Regions from separate parts of the Muntiacus reevesi genome. Here region 2 is linked to region 1. A link is a contact called in public Hi-C data. All regions are on one chromosome and are shown on one strand. The core of a region is the stretch at or near the end of the contact, and the rest is flanking DNA. Distances in the headings are between cores, read along the strand shown.

What was found. A called contact is a pair of places that touch in the nucleus more often than the background predicts.
Region 2: a contact with region 1 is called in a Hi-C map of muscle, with 10 times the contacts expected there. The contact joins the promoter of CNDP2 here to the promoter of TSHZ1 in region 1. A contact is called at or near these places in 2 of 3 Hi-C or Micro-C datasets (blood and muscle).

What each region holds. Positions count from the first base shown.
Region 1 is chr4:3,836,224-3,843,162 of mMunRee1.1, reverse strand. It overlaps TSHZ1 (teashirt zinc finger homeobox 1), which reads left to right and starts at 4,553. Exons shown (of 2, transcript XM_065932288.1): 1 at 4,553-4,918. The coding sequence starts at 4,879. It overlaps PTGR3 (prostaglandin reductase 3), which reads right to left and starts at 2,590. Exons shown (of 2, transcript XM_065932289.1): 1 at 1,848-2,590. The coding sequence starts at 2,056.
Region 2 is chr4:4,359,434-4,366,372 of mMunRee1.1, reverse strand. CNDP2 (carnosine dipeptidase 2) reads left to right here and starts at 2,913. Exons shown (of 12, transcript XM_065932293.1): 1 at 2,913-2,974; 2 at 6,118-6,208. The coding sequence starts at 6,149. It also overlaps the pseudogene LOC136166240.

The sequences.
Region 1 (6,939 bases), core at 3,304-5,803:
AGTTGAGAGCATCCAACATGGCAGCCGGCGCTCCAGAATTCCGACCGACCACCCAGTTCGGGGACCGGCCCTGGTGACCCAGCGCGGGGAAGGGGCACACACCCTGCGGAGCTGGTGCCCCGCGGGCGGGTAGGCCGGTCCTGCGGGCAGGAACACCTCCAATGCGGCGCGGGCGGGGGTCCCACCGCGCGGCTGCTGGGAGTGCGGGAACTTCACACCTTCCCCTGCCCGCCCCGCTCAGCCGCCCCTCCCCACTTCACACCCTGTTTGTAAAAGGTGTTCTTTTCCCAAGCAGCCGTGGTATGTGCCATCAGGACTCACAGTTCACAGTGAGCAGTATCAGGGGGAAAAAAAGAGAAAAAGCCTGCGTGAAACTTTGCCTGTTGGGTTTCTTCGGTGGTTTTTTCAATCTGAGTCTCGTCTCGTTTCAAGCAAATCACTCATGTGTTTTGTATGTCCTGCGTGAACACTCACCCACCCTTCTTTTCAACTTGGCAGGACGCGCGTCTGGATCTCAACTGCCTTAGCGGTTCCTGGTACTGATGAAGAAATCCTCCGAAGCCCGGGTCCCAGCAGTGCACTTCAGCCCACCGGTTCGGGCGCCCCCTGCCCCCACCCCTTTCCCAGCCTCCACTCAGCCCCACCTTTGGCTCACTTGGTTTCTACCTCTCCAACAGGTTCCCAGAAATTTGACATCCTGGTCAGAATTCCGAAGTCTCCCAGCCAAGTTGGGAAGGCTGATACGAATCTCTATAAATGGACCGTTCAGCATTGCCCCAAGCTGATTAGATAAGACACACGGTCCCTCAGTCCTCGCCGAGGACCGGGTGCTTTCGAGCACACCACTGACAACCTGGTTACAACCAAAAGTTACTTCTCCCTCCGAAAGTATTACGCAACCTGAAATATGCCACACTCGCCCCACAGACGGGACTGACCGGGCGGGCGAGCCCCGCTCTCGCCAAGGGGGATGGAGGAAGCGGACGCCCCGCCTGCAAGTCAGGCAGCTAGGGGACCCACCGGCAGAGCCGCAGTCACGGCTCTGCAGAGTGAGGTCCCTTCCCTCTTGTTGCTTCAGCAGTTACTAAGGATTAGTGAGATGGAAGCAAATTAAGGTGGGCAGTGTGGAGGTGGAAAAGACAGTCCGAAGGTCGGGCGACGACCCGAGCCTCATCCAGTCTGCAAAACTTGCGGCCATGCCCCCGCCCCGGCCGCGCCGCCCAGGACGCGCGCCCCGCGCCCCGCGGCACACTGCAGGGCACAGACGACAGTCACACACAGCTGACAACACCCAGACGGCACCGGCGAGGTGCACTCCAACACACCCAACGACAGGCTCCACCACAGCCAGGCAGCTGCCAACCTGGAGCGGACAGGAACAGCCAGCCGGGGCCCCGGCCTCCTTCCTCCAAAGCACGTTACCTAAACGTCGCGGTTTGTGTCCAGGCTGTTCACAACTCCACCCTAAAGATTAGGCGATCGCTGGAGCCGTGGGTGCGCGCGGGTGGGCCGGGCAGGGAGCCTCCCCTTCTGGGTCCCGTCGGTTTTATTTCGGGAGCGGGAGGGGGAGGAGGAGGGAGGGCTGGGGGAGGGGAGGGGAATCCCAAATTAAAATAACCCTCCGTTATGAGGACGCTCGGTGCCATCGGATATTCACACCGGCAACAGTCTCATTACGCTCGCCTTCGCCAGATGGCGGCGGGTTCAACTTCCCGGGATCTCGCAAAGTCGGGCTGTGCGCCCGAGCGCGCGCCGGGAGTGGGGACGCCGGCGGGCGCGGGACAGCCCCGGAGCCGCACGGCGCGGCGCGGGCCGGGGCCGGGGCGGGGGACGCGCGCCGGGCTCACCGGTTCCGGACGAGGAGGTCTCCGTCCCCGGGGAGTGGCACCGGGCAGTCCCGGCGCAGGGTGACGGCCTCGCGGAAGTTGGGGCTCAGCCGGGTCACCACCAGCTTCTGCATCGCGCTAGGGATGGCCGAGCCCTGGAAGTCCAGGAAGTGGCGGGCGTACGACATGTCCACGATGGCTCGGGTCCCGGCGAGCGCTAGCCTCTGCATGGCCCGCGCCTCTGCCTGTTTTCTGCGCCGCCGTTGGCCGGGGTCGCGCCCAGTCCGGGCCGCTCGGCGAGGCTCGGCTCCGCGCAGCGGGCGGAGCGGGCGGGTCCGCCCCTCCTCCGGCCCGCGCCCTCCCCTCGGCTACCCCCGCCCCCACTTCCCCACTACGCTTGACGCCCGCTCCCCCCTCCTGCCCCGCCGCGCGCTGCGCGGGGAGTCCGCGCAGCCCCCGCGGTTCCCGGGCGCGCCACCCCCGGGGTCTGGGCCAGGGGATCGCTGCTGCCCCGGCCGCTGCTCCTTTAATCTTTTTGTTTTGGTTTGAATCTGCTTGGCGCAGACTGGCCAAGGATTCTCTCCACCCTCCCCCTTCCTCCCGGCGCCCGGGAGGCACCGGATATCTCCACCCTCCCCACGGTCTAAAAGCCGGATTTGACTCCTCTAAAAGGGTGAGGGGGGCGGCGAGGGCACCCGCGCGTCCCGCGACCGCCGCGGCCCACAGCCGGCGGCAGCCCGGGGCGTCCTCGGAGCTGCGCGGCGCCCGGCGGCCGGCGCAGGCGCCTCCCCTTCCCGTGCGGAGCGTTCACTTCCTTGCAAGGTGGTACGAATCAACCCCGAGCGCGGCCGGGGCGGCGGGGCACGGCCCGGGCCCGAGGCCGGGCGGGGAGCCCTGGGCGCCGGTACCGGCGCAGGAGCACCCAGCGCCGGGCGGGGGGCGCCCAGGGTATCCTGCGACCCAGGCTGTTGGCCCTCGTCCTCGCGACGCCTCGCCCGTGCCTTCTTGCCCTTAGTCTGTCCCATGTAAGTTGCACGAACTAAGCCATTTTATTTATTTTGGCTAAGACTTCATGTTTTTCCATAACTGTTTTAAGTGGCCTCTACAAGACTGTTACGGGTTTCCCACTGGGAAAGAAACACAGATACTGGATACCAGAGGGTCAAATTCCAGAGCACACTAACATCTTAAACTTCTGGGGTGGGGGCTGGGGGTTGGGGTGCCGAGGGCCTTAATGGAACTGGAGACGTTGCCATGATGTATGGGGACCTTTTCTTATAACCCAGCTAGAAAGATCTGCCATTCCATCGTGTCAATTATCTCCCTGTTTGTATTGACCAAATAATCAATTCACGTTTCACAGAGGGGCCAGATTAAATATTTTCCACATTTTTTGTGTGTGTAATGAGCAAAGTCCATCATTAAATTTTTATTAAAGGAATACATTGTAGTGAAACATGTTTCCTTATTGTCCACTTACCCATTAATTACCAAAATATAAAAGCCGCGCAGTGCCCCTCCGCAATCACACCTAACCCCCAAACTAGGATTGCAAAAGTGACACAGGTATTTTTATCTCAAATGTTGGACATTCCTCGTCCAAGGGTAGTTTGTGTCCACGTGGGTGCGTGTGTGTGAGTGTACAAGCGGGGGCGGAGGGGGAGACTCGCAGGTTTAAAAATCTGCAGGAACTAGTGTCTACTCAACTTGGCTTATAACACATGGGCTTCACCCACGGTCAGCCGGTGGATTATAATAACAAACCCCTCAATGTCTTTCTCCAACGTGCAATCTTTTATGTTATGCCGTATTAAGATTTCTTTTTTGTGTCATATTGTTTAGCTCGGGGGGAAAAAAAAAGAAAACAAAGCAATTAAAAAGATTGACAGGTATGGTTTGTGAGAGACCTATTTGTAATTGTCAGGGTGACGTTGGCGAGAGGAGGAGGAGTAAAAACTGAAGCCGGAAAAGCAGCTCGATGTGTCTGTCTATCAGTTGAGACTGTCTGAAAGCTCTGCGATCCGAATGTGTGTTATATTTCACTGAAAAGAGGAGCGAGCGAGAGTGCATCTCCTCTCTCCCAGGAGTTTGGGGGGGACCGTCCACGCTCATCTCGCCCACCCAGTGAATGTCTGCTCTTCACCCCTTCGCGCACACTCTCCGGGTTGTTGTTGTTGGCTTTTTTTTTTTTTTTCTAGGAAGGGGGGTGCTTTTTGTGTATTTTTCAAAATTTTTCTGTTGGAAGATCAAGACCGGCCAAAAATCCATGATCAAAATGTGTTTGCATTAGATTTCGCCTCCGAAGAAGCGGCGATCCTGGCGGCACAGCCCCGCGGGGAGCGCGGGGCAGCGAGTGGCGCTCCGGCGGCGGGTGACACTGTTTGATCTGTGACTGTTTGGAAGGTGGAGCAGCGCCTGACATCTCCCCCCGGCGCATGTATGTACGGGGGCTTCACTCCTGTCTTGTTTGCTTTCTTCCTCTTAGACTAAGTGCGGGGAGGAAAAGGACAGCCCGGATCGGCCTCGCCGGCGCACAATGAGCAAGCTGCGACCCGCGCACTAAAAACACTCGCCGCGACCCCCGCACCGCCTGGAGCGAGGGGGAGAGAAAGTTGCGCTCCGAGACTCTCGGCTCGCGGAGGAAGGCGCAGGGCAGCGCCCACAGCGGCGCCCGGAGGAGCGCCCGCCAGCAGCACCGCGGCGGCGGGGAGGCGGCAGCATGGAGCGCGGGCCGCGGGCCGGCCCTCCGAGCGCCCGCCGCTGCGCCCGCGGCCCGCGCCGGGGATGACTCTGGGCTCGGCGCCCAGGCCCCGCGCGCTCCGCCCGCAGCCCGGCGGCCGGGACGCGGCCCGCGCGGCCGCGGCCGCCGCCTCCTGAGCGGCCCCGGGCGCGGCCGTCCATGCGAGCGGCGCCCCGCGGACCGCGGCGCGCCCGGAGCCCGGAGCCCGCGGGGACGAGGCCAGAGTTGGGCGCGCCGCGGAGTTGCGCCCGCGCCCGGGGCCCCGCGTCCCCGCGCCCCGCGAACTCCGGCGGCGGCTGAGGCCCGAGCAGCATGCCGAGGAGGAAGCAGCAGGCCCCCCGGCGCTCGGCAGGTAACGGGCGCGCGGGCCGCGCCGCGGGGAGCGGGGCCGGGGGGCGCGGCGCGGGGGGCGGGGGGGGGGGGGGACCCGGCGGCCGGCGCGCGGGGCGGGGGCGCGGGCGGCGCTCCCCCTCTGGGCCCGGGAGCGAGGCCCGGCCCGCGCCCGGCCGCCAGCGCCCCGGGGCAGCCGTCCGCGTCCCCCCACCTGGGCCGGCGCGCGGAGCGGAGAAACTTCACGGCGCTCCTCGGCGCGGCGAGGAGCCCCGACGGGCTGGGGAGGCCGGGGGAGGCCAGGAGGCCGCCGGAGCTCCTGGCCGCCTCGGGAGGGGGCGTGCGCCGGGCAGACGTAGCTCCTCCGCGGCCTGAGCGCGATGGGAAAGTCCTCCGGAGGCGGGGAGGCTGAACCTGACACTTGAAATAAGGTCACCGGCCTGGGACGCAAGGAATGCAGTTGGAGGATTTCTCTGGAAAATAGCAGCCTTTAATGTCCTGTGCGAGAGGCTTCTGCCTTTTTTATTACCTCTAAAGATGTCTTTTGATCAGGCCAGCACAAGGCAGTGATAGTGCAGAATCTGATTGAACAGAAAAGTTATTTTTCTCTGGAGGAGGAACTGGCAGGAGCTGGTTTTCCTTGTTTTCTGTTTTATTAGAGGATTGCCATCCTTGATTTGATGTGTGATTGATCGCCTGTCATCCGGCGGCCTTTGATCTATTCATTCCTGATAAACATCAATAAATCACTCACCATGGAAACACACATGCTCCTGACAGCTCAGCCACTCTCAGGGCGACTTTTCTCTCTCGCTCCCCCTTTTTCCTGCTCCATTTTAATTTTGTCTCAGAAGTTTTACAGCTGCAGCATCCTCAACTCAGCTCACCTCCTAATCCATGGCTGAGACCCTGGCGTGGGTCGACTGCAGTGCATTTTTCACTGCAGGTCTGAAAATAGCCGGATAGTTCTTTCCGCTGCCTACTGAAGTCTTGTCTCGATTTTGGACACTGTTTATGGAGCTTGGAGTACCACCGATCTGCTAGTGAGTTATCACTAAGTAAGAGAGTAAATCAACTCTCCTCAAGCTGTTAGGGGGGGAAAAAGTAATAAAAGGGTGTTTTGTGTTTAAACAAGTGTGACTGTTTGTTGCAGTATAGAATTGAATCTGAATAATTTTTAGTGTTACCCTCAGTAATGGGCTCCTGTTCATGTCTCCATAGATGCCTTTTCTAGGGAAGCGTTTAAAGCAGAGGTCATTGCTCCCCCAAATCTCACAAATAATATCCACATGTACAAGGGGTCAAATAAAAGAAGTTAATGACTTCTGTTAGATCCTTGAGAGAAATGCTTGCCAGAGCAGAGGCAACTTTGATGTTCAGCATTCATAGCATAAAGTGGACAGAAAGGGGAATGTTTATTTTTTTTAATGAAACTTTGAAGAGTGCAGTAAGATACTGCAGAGAGTATGTGCCTCCCTGCTACCCCCTAAATGTATAGCACCATCCATAAAGACATTCACCCTTCGCTTGTGCTGAAAGTGAGAGGTCTCTTAGCGTTTTTACTACCAGAGGGATTTATATGACAGAAGGTACATTGAAAGGTTGCATTTCGAAGATGACTCGTGGGCACTGAAGAACTTTTGCGGTTAGAGTGCAGTGGATGTTTCTGAGGACAAACAAAATGCTGAGGGAATGAGGTACTGCAACTTTAAATACCACCTTTTTTTTTTTTTTTTTTTTTTTTAATAAAAGGTTTGAAAGTTGACAAGGGCATGATGGTGCATGGTAATCCATCCTGGCAGCTCTTACATAAAAACAAGCCGTCAAGGCGACTTTTTTCCAATATTGATTTAATTGTCTGTCTTTTGACAGGCACATATATCATTGGCTTTAATGGTCAATCAAAAGTTGGCAGGCTCAGTGTTTCCATTCTTTCCTCTACACGACATTTGGCATACTTAATCAAAATGCTGCAAAGTGATGGCCGTGAGGAGCTGATGACTGAGTCATCTGCTGTACAGGAACTTGAAGGGGAAAAAACCC
Region 2 (6,939 bases), core at 1,664-4,163, 520 kb before region 1:
TTTGCTGATCAAAGTGGAAGAGATTTTATGTGTAGCATACAAGAAAGATTCAGAAGACAATCCCCAAACATTGTTTTTTTCTGCAACTTGCCCCTACTGGGTGTATAATGTTGCTAAGAAATACATGAAATCTACATATGAACAAGTGGGCCTGATTGGTAAAAAGACACAGAAAACGGCAATAACTGTAGCGCATCTGGCTATCAAGTGCCACTGGACTCAGAGGGCAGCAGTTATTGGAGATGTGATCCGAGTGTACAGTGGTTTTCAAGGGTGCACTATCATATTTTGTGAAACGAAGAAAGAAGCCCAGGAGTTGTCACAGAATGTGACTGTAAGACAGGATGCCCAGTCATTACACGGAGACATTCCATAGAAGCAAAGGGAAATCACCCTGAAAGGTTTTAAAAATGGTGATTTTGGAGTTATGGTTGCAACCAATGTTGCTGCACGTGGGTTAGGCATCCCCGAGGTTGATCTGGTTGTTCAAAGTTCTCCACCAAAGGATGTTGAATCCTACATTCATCATTCTGGGCGAACAGGCAGAGCTGGGACAACTGGGGTTTGCATCTGCTTTTACCAGCACAAAGAAGAATACCAGTTAGTCCAAGTGGAGCAAAAAGCAGGAATTAAATTTAAATGAATAGGTGTTCCTTTTGCAATAGAGATAATAAAAGCTTCTAGCAAAGATGCCATCAGGCTCTTGGACTCTGTACCTCCCACTGCAATCGGTCACGTCAAGCAATCAGCCGAGAAGCTGATTGAGGAGAAGGGACATGTGGAAGCCCTGGCAGCAGCCCTGGCCCACATTTCCGGTACCACATCGGTAGACCAGCGCTCCTTGATCAACTCAGAAGCGGGCTTTGTGACCATGATCTTGTGGTGCTCAATTGAAACGCCAAACATTAGTTATGCTTGGAAAGAACTTAAAAAGCAGCTGGGTGAGGATATTGATTTCAAAGTGAAGGGAATGGTCTTTCTCAAAGGAAAGCAGGGTGTTTGCTTTGATTTCCCTACTGCATCAGTAACAGAAGTACAGGAAGAGTGGCATGATTCATGGCTCTGGTAGCTTTCTGTGGCCACGGAGCAACCAGAGCTAGAAGGTTCATGGGAAGGATATCGCAGCTTCCAAGGACAGCGGGAAGGCAGCCGAGGTGTCAGGGGACAGCAGGAAAGAAGTAGAAGCTCCAGAGGACAGCAATCAGGAGGTGGCAACAAAAGTAACAGATTCCAAAACAAAGGTCAGAAGCGGGGTTTTAATAAAGCTTTTGGACAGTAACATGAAGTAGAGGATTTATTTGGCAAAAACAGAACTATGTTCAGCAATGTGGAACTGAACTTTATTTTTCATACAAAGTTAAAAGCACATTATATTTCCTTCCTGACCACTTGCCCAGTCCGCATCTTTTGTATAGAGAAAAGCTTCATCTAAATTATCTCATCTGATTGATGAATGTCATTTATAACTTTATTGCTATTTCCGTCTTGGGTATTCCTTTGGAAAAGGTGTATGGATTCATTACATATTCTAATGTATTGTTTATAGATTTTAAGATAAAGTCAAGCATGTATCTGCTGATAATTTTTAAGTTGACCTGTCTTTATACTTAGAAATGTCTCTTAATAGCAGGCTTCCCTGGTGGCTCAGATGGTAAAGACTCTCCTGCAATGCAGGATCTCTGGGTCGGGAAGATCCCCTGGAGAAGGAAATGCAACCCACTCCAGTAATCTTGCCTGGAGAATTCCATGAACAGAGGAGCCTGGCAGGCTACAGTCCATGGGGTTGCAAAGAGTCAGGCATGACTGAGCAGCTATCACTCAGGTAGATACGTGTTACAACTTGACAAAATTCTGTGAGAGATGTTGATAGAAACAGGATTTTGAAGGAAAAACAAACCATGTTAAAATTTAGGTAAATTTTCTAATAAAATTTTGTAACATATTTACAGTATGTGGGAAACTACATCTCTTGCAACCACTAAACTTGTTATTACAACAACAATACAGAATGTAGGGGCGGTAAAACTTTTGCCAAATATGGGGGGTAGTACTCTAAGAGAAGGAGAAGAAGGCATCAGAGGATGAGACGGTTGGACGGCATCACCGATGCAGTGGGCGTGAACTTGGGCAAACTCCGGGAGACCGTCAAGAGCAGGGAGGCCTGGCGTGCTCGGTCCATGGGGTCGCAAAGAGTCGGACACGACTGGACGACTGAACAGCACCACCACTCTTAACAGATAATCGTACCCCCAAGGATCCTTGGAGGGCTTAAAAAGATGATAGCAGACGCTCAATAAATAAAAGTGGCTCTACTTCCTTCATTAGTCCCTGTGATTACTGAATTTAAATACTAAAATATTTCCTCACTCAGTCATGGTACTGGCGAAGGACTGGCGAAACAAGTGGCAAAGCGTGAAACCGCTGCACGCTCCGCACGTCCCTTAGGAGCTGGGCCGCGGGAATGAGACTGTCGGCGGGAGGTCTGGGTTTTTTTTTTCCCCTCTCCCAAAGCCTGAGGGTTCGGGGGGGGTGGGAGCCCCAACTTCAGACGCCGCTGCACCAAAGACCACCTCTCAAACCTCATCGTGGAGGCACCAGTGGGTAGAGGAAGGTCACCACCCGGGCAGGTGCTCTGGAGCCCCGCCTCCCCGACTGCAGCCCCGCCCCATCCCTGCCCAGCCTCCCCGGCCTCAGCCCCGCCTCCCCGGCTTCAGCCCCGCCTCCCCGATTTCAGCCCCGCCCCGCCGCAGTCACGTACCGCGTGGTGAAAGGCGGGGCGACGGCAGGGCGGGGCGACGCTATTCCCAGAAAGGCCCAGGATTGATGGACGGCACGGAGGCGGGGGCGGGGCGACGCCGGCTCTTCCGGAAGGGATCCGGGATTGGCGGGCGGGGCGGGCCCGGTGGGGGCGGGTCCGTCCCGGGGGGCGTGGCCGGGGCACGTGGTGCGGAACCGGCGCTGCAGCTGCGGGCGGGTGAGCGGCCTTCTCCCGGCGGAGAGGTCCCTGAGGGCGGCGGGAGCGGGGCGCGATGCCGGGATGTGGGGCCGCGGGCCGCCTCCGGAGAAGCAGGGGAGGCCGGGCGCGGTTGGGGAGCCGCTGATGCCGGCCCGCCCCGAGGGCCGGCGCGTGGCCGTCCCAAATGGCAGGAGAGGGTGTTGGGTCAAAACGCAGCCCGCTCCGCCTGGGGGTCGGGGCTCTGAGACTGCGGGGGGCGCGCCGGCCTGTTGACCCTCCCGCGGCGAGGCCCGCAGAGAACGAAAGCCTGGCTCTCCCCGCGGAGCCCTTGGCGGTGGTCGAAGGTTGGTGCTGCGCCCGCGGGGCAGAGGCCCGGAGTCGGGGGTCTCTAGCCCCCCGCCCGCACTTGAGGCCGGAAGGTTGCTCTGAGGCAGCGTCCGCCTTCCCACCGGTCAGGTGCGGTGATGCTTGGTTCCCGGTCGGCCTACACTGAGTCCTTGAGACCCTGGTCCTCGCGGGCAGGGCCTCCGACCCGCCCCCGCCGCCCTCACAGGATCCTGGTGCTGACGCAGCGATCTGGTGGAGGTTTCTGCATGCCTTTGTCGTCCCTGGTGTTGGCAGGGAGGAGTGGCCGAGGGTCATTTTGTAGACCTGTATGTTTGCGATTGGACAAACTAGAGGGTTCCGCCCCGTTTTAGTGGTTTTTACGCAGACTTAAAGCCAAGATTCTGGTGTGTGTTAAGTCTCTTCCTGTGTCTTGAGTTAATGCGGGACAGGATGGGGCACTCATAACTGAAGGAATCTTTTATAGGTGTCACTGGATGGTCCCGGGTGCTACCCTGTCACTCCTTCCTCTCACACTAGTTCACTGCCGAGGCTGTTTCTCCCTAGAATTTTAGATTCCAAGAGTGCAGTGTGCCTGGCACTCTTCAATTTGGTAATACTTGCTTTTATTCCCTCCAGCTCAGGACTTTTACCCTCCTCAGTGTGGTTCACCAGGACATATAAAAGTGGTCCCACTTAATGGATTTGGTGCTGGCAGTAGTGAAACAGGAAAAACTTGAACTGTGAGTGGGAGGGAGAAATGGACCCGGCCCCACCCCTCTGGGTGAGCAGTTCATAACAGCAGTAGCTTTTCACCCGGCCTGGTGAGGTGGCAGGCCGTGCTGAACAATCTGGTCTCTGTTTACTCTCCTTTGGTTTAAAAAAAAAAAAAGAAGTGCAGCTTTGATAGTTCCATCTTTGACTTTAGCTGGAAGGCCATTGCTTAATCAGGCCACAAAGAACATGGTATTAATGAGAATTTATCACAGTGAGTGTGGGATCTGTGCTATTTAATGACCAGAAACTCAAATGAAAATTACCTGACTTAGCGTATTTTCCTGCTAAATAGAGGTTTCTTTTGTGATTGAAAACTTTGACTTATGTGCAGTGCCTCAGCATTTTTGACCCCATCATTGAGATACGGGAGAAGGCAATGACAACCCACTCCAGTACTCTTGCCTGGAAAATCCCATGGATGGAGGAGCCTGGTAGGCTGCAGTCCATGGGGTAGCTTGGAGTTGGACATGACTGAGCGACTTCACTTTCACTTTTCACCTTCATGCATTGGAGAAGGAAATGGTAACCCACTCCAGTATTCTTGCCTGGAGAATCCCGGGGACGGCGGAGCCTGGTGGGCTGCTGTCTATGGGGTCACACAGAGTCGGACACGACTGAAGCGACTTAGCGGCAGCAGCCGCAGCTTTGAGATAAGACCCTCAGCTGAAACAACCTGAGTTGGCTGGGAGGTCTGTGTGCTCTGTCGCTGATATTGGAAGAGGATTTTCCTTACTGAACTCTGACTGCACATCCACAGTCTGCTGCCAGACTTTGTGATTCTGAATTAAGTCCGTCGTCTGTTTAGAGCTCCTCATGGCTCTGACGGTAAAGAATCTGCCTACAGTGCAGTAGACCAGGGTTCAATTCCTGGGTCAGAAAGATCCCCTAGAGAAGGGCATGGCCACCTACTCCAGTACTCTTGCCTGGAGAATCCCATGGACAGAGGAGCCTGTTGGGCTACAGTCCACGGGGTCACAAAGAGTCAGACAGGACTGAGCAGGTAATACTTTCACTTCTTTCTGTTTAGAAATGACTTCAAAGTCCTAAACCGAGAAAAAGATACTCTTTAACTACAGTGTGTCCATACGTGGGTGCCTGTCTGGTGTCTCCTCCAGAGATCAGTTGGCAGGGTCTTGTGACTCTGAGCTGCAGTTGTGAAATACTTCCCGTCCCAGCGGTGCCGAGTTTGCTCCTGGTCCCTGAACTCTTCTCAGTCACTGCTGAGGCTTGAATCTTGCCACGTGATGGAAGCTGAGTTGTTACTTGGAAGGAGCGAGGGGAACCCCCTCTGAAAGTCCCAGTTCTGGGATTTTCTTTATCCCACGTGGGTTCCAGTTTTTAAAGATGCAGAGTCAAGTGGCACCTTCTCCCCTGTGTCAGTAAGGTAGAGCAGGATGTGTTTGGTCTCACACAGAAGCTGGACGTTCAAAAATGCACCTGGGGAGGTGGACGTTTCTCTTCCCTAATCAGGCCCCGGTGGACTTTCACATGCTGTCCTGGCCGTTTCTGGACCTGGGCTGTCAGTTTCCTTAACCTGAACCCACGTTCCTCTCCTTGGATCTTGGGTGCTATGCTGTTGGTTTGCAGTGTAGGGACACATGTGACATTTTTGCTGAGCGCCTTGGAGTGATTCTTTCCTCTGTGGTAATAGTAAGTGGCAAGTTCTCTGTGTGCTTTGAGAGTAAAATTAAGTTTTTTTTAAAAAGTGTTAAGAACAGTGGTATATCAGTACTCCTGGAAAGTACCTGCTTTTAATTATATCAGATTGTCTTCAACTCAGGCCCTTGCTTCAGTTACCTGCCATTCTGTCACACAATTCCTGGGTGTGTTTCCTTCTGAAAAAAAAAGAAAAAAAGAAAGAATGGAGATCAGCCTGAGCCTCTGATTGCTTTCCCGAGCCGTTGTCTCTGCTGAGGTCACTTCCTGGAGCCCTCGTGACGGCTGTGTCCTGTGCTGTCGGGGCGGGGTGCAATTTATGATCCTTAACAAGTGCCTCCCGGGTCTGGGGATCAGTCGGGCCCTGTCTCGAGGCAGCACTGACAGGTTCTTCTGCCTTCCAGGAGTCTCCAGGGTCTGCGGTCTGGTTGAAAGATGTCGGCCCTCACCACCCTGTTTAAGTATGTGGATGAAAATCAGGATCGCTATGTTAAGGTAAGGGAATGTTTAGTGACTGTTCAGGTCCAGTTTAATCCCATGGGACCCAGAGAAACTTCCAAGGAGTTAATATGATTGATGCTGTTCTAATCGAGTATTAAAATTGCTGTCTAGGCAGAGAAAGACAGATGCTAGTGTGATCTCACTTATATGTGGAATCTGAAAAAGTTGAACTCAGAGAAGTGGAGAGTTGAACCCTGGTTGCTAGGGACTGAGGGGTGGGGAGATGGGGGTTTGGCCTAAGGGTTCAGACCTGTTACGGGATGAATAAATTCTGGGGATCCAGTGCACTGCGTGGTGAATATAGTTATCAGTACTCTGTTGCATGTTTGAGTAGATGTTAAGTCTTGCCCCCCAACCAAAAAAGAAGGTAACTTAAATTGTATATTGTCGAGAGGTCTTTTCCTCTGCTTTCTCATTACAGTATGTAAGTTACTGTTTCGGCTTTTGATAGAAACTTTTAATACATGTTTCTAGAAACAGCAAAGCTAATTCAGGATTTTTGTCTGTTCTTGTGGTAGATATAAAGAACTACCTTACATTGCATGTTTTAAATGATTCTGTAATCTTATGTGTTAATCTGTTTCTTGATGTTAACCTAAAGAGCCATGCTTTAAAATCACCTTTGGTAGACATATTTCAGGTGAAATCTTTCGAGTTCTCATTTGAAAAATTCTATTTTAGAGAACATGGCCATTCTCAAGATGATAAATAAGGCAACTTGGACT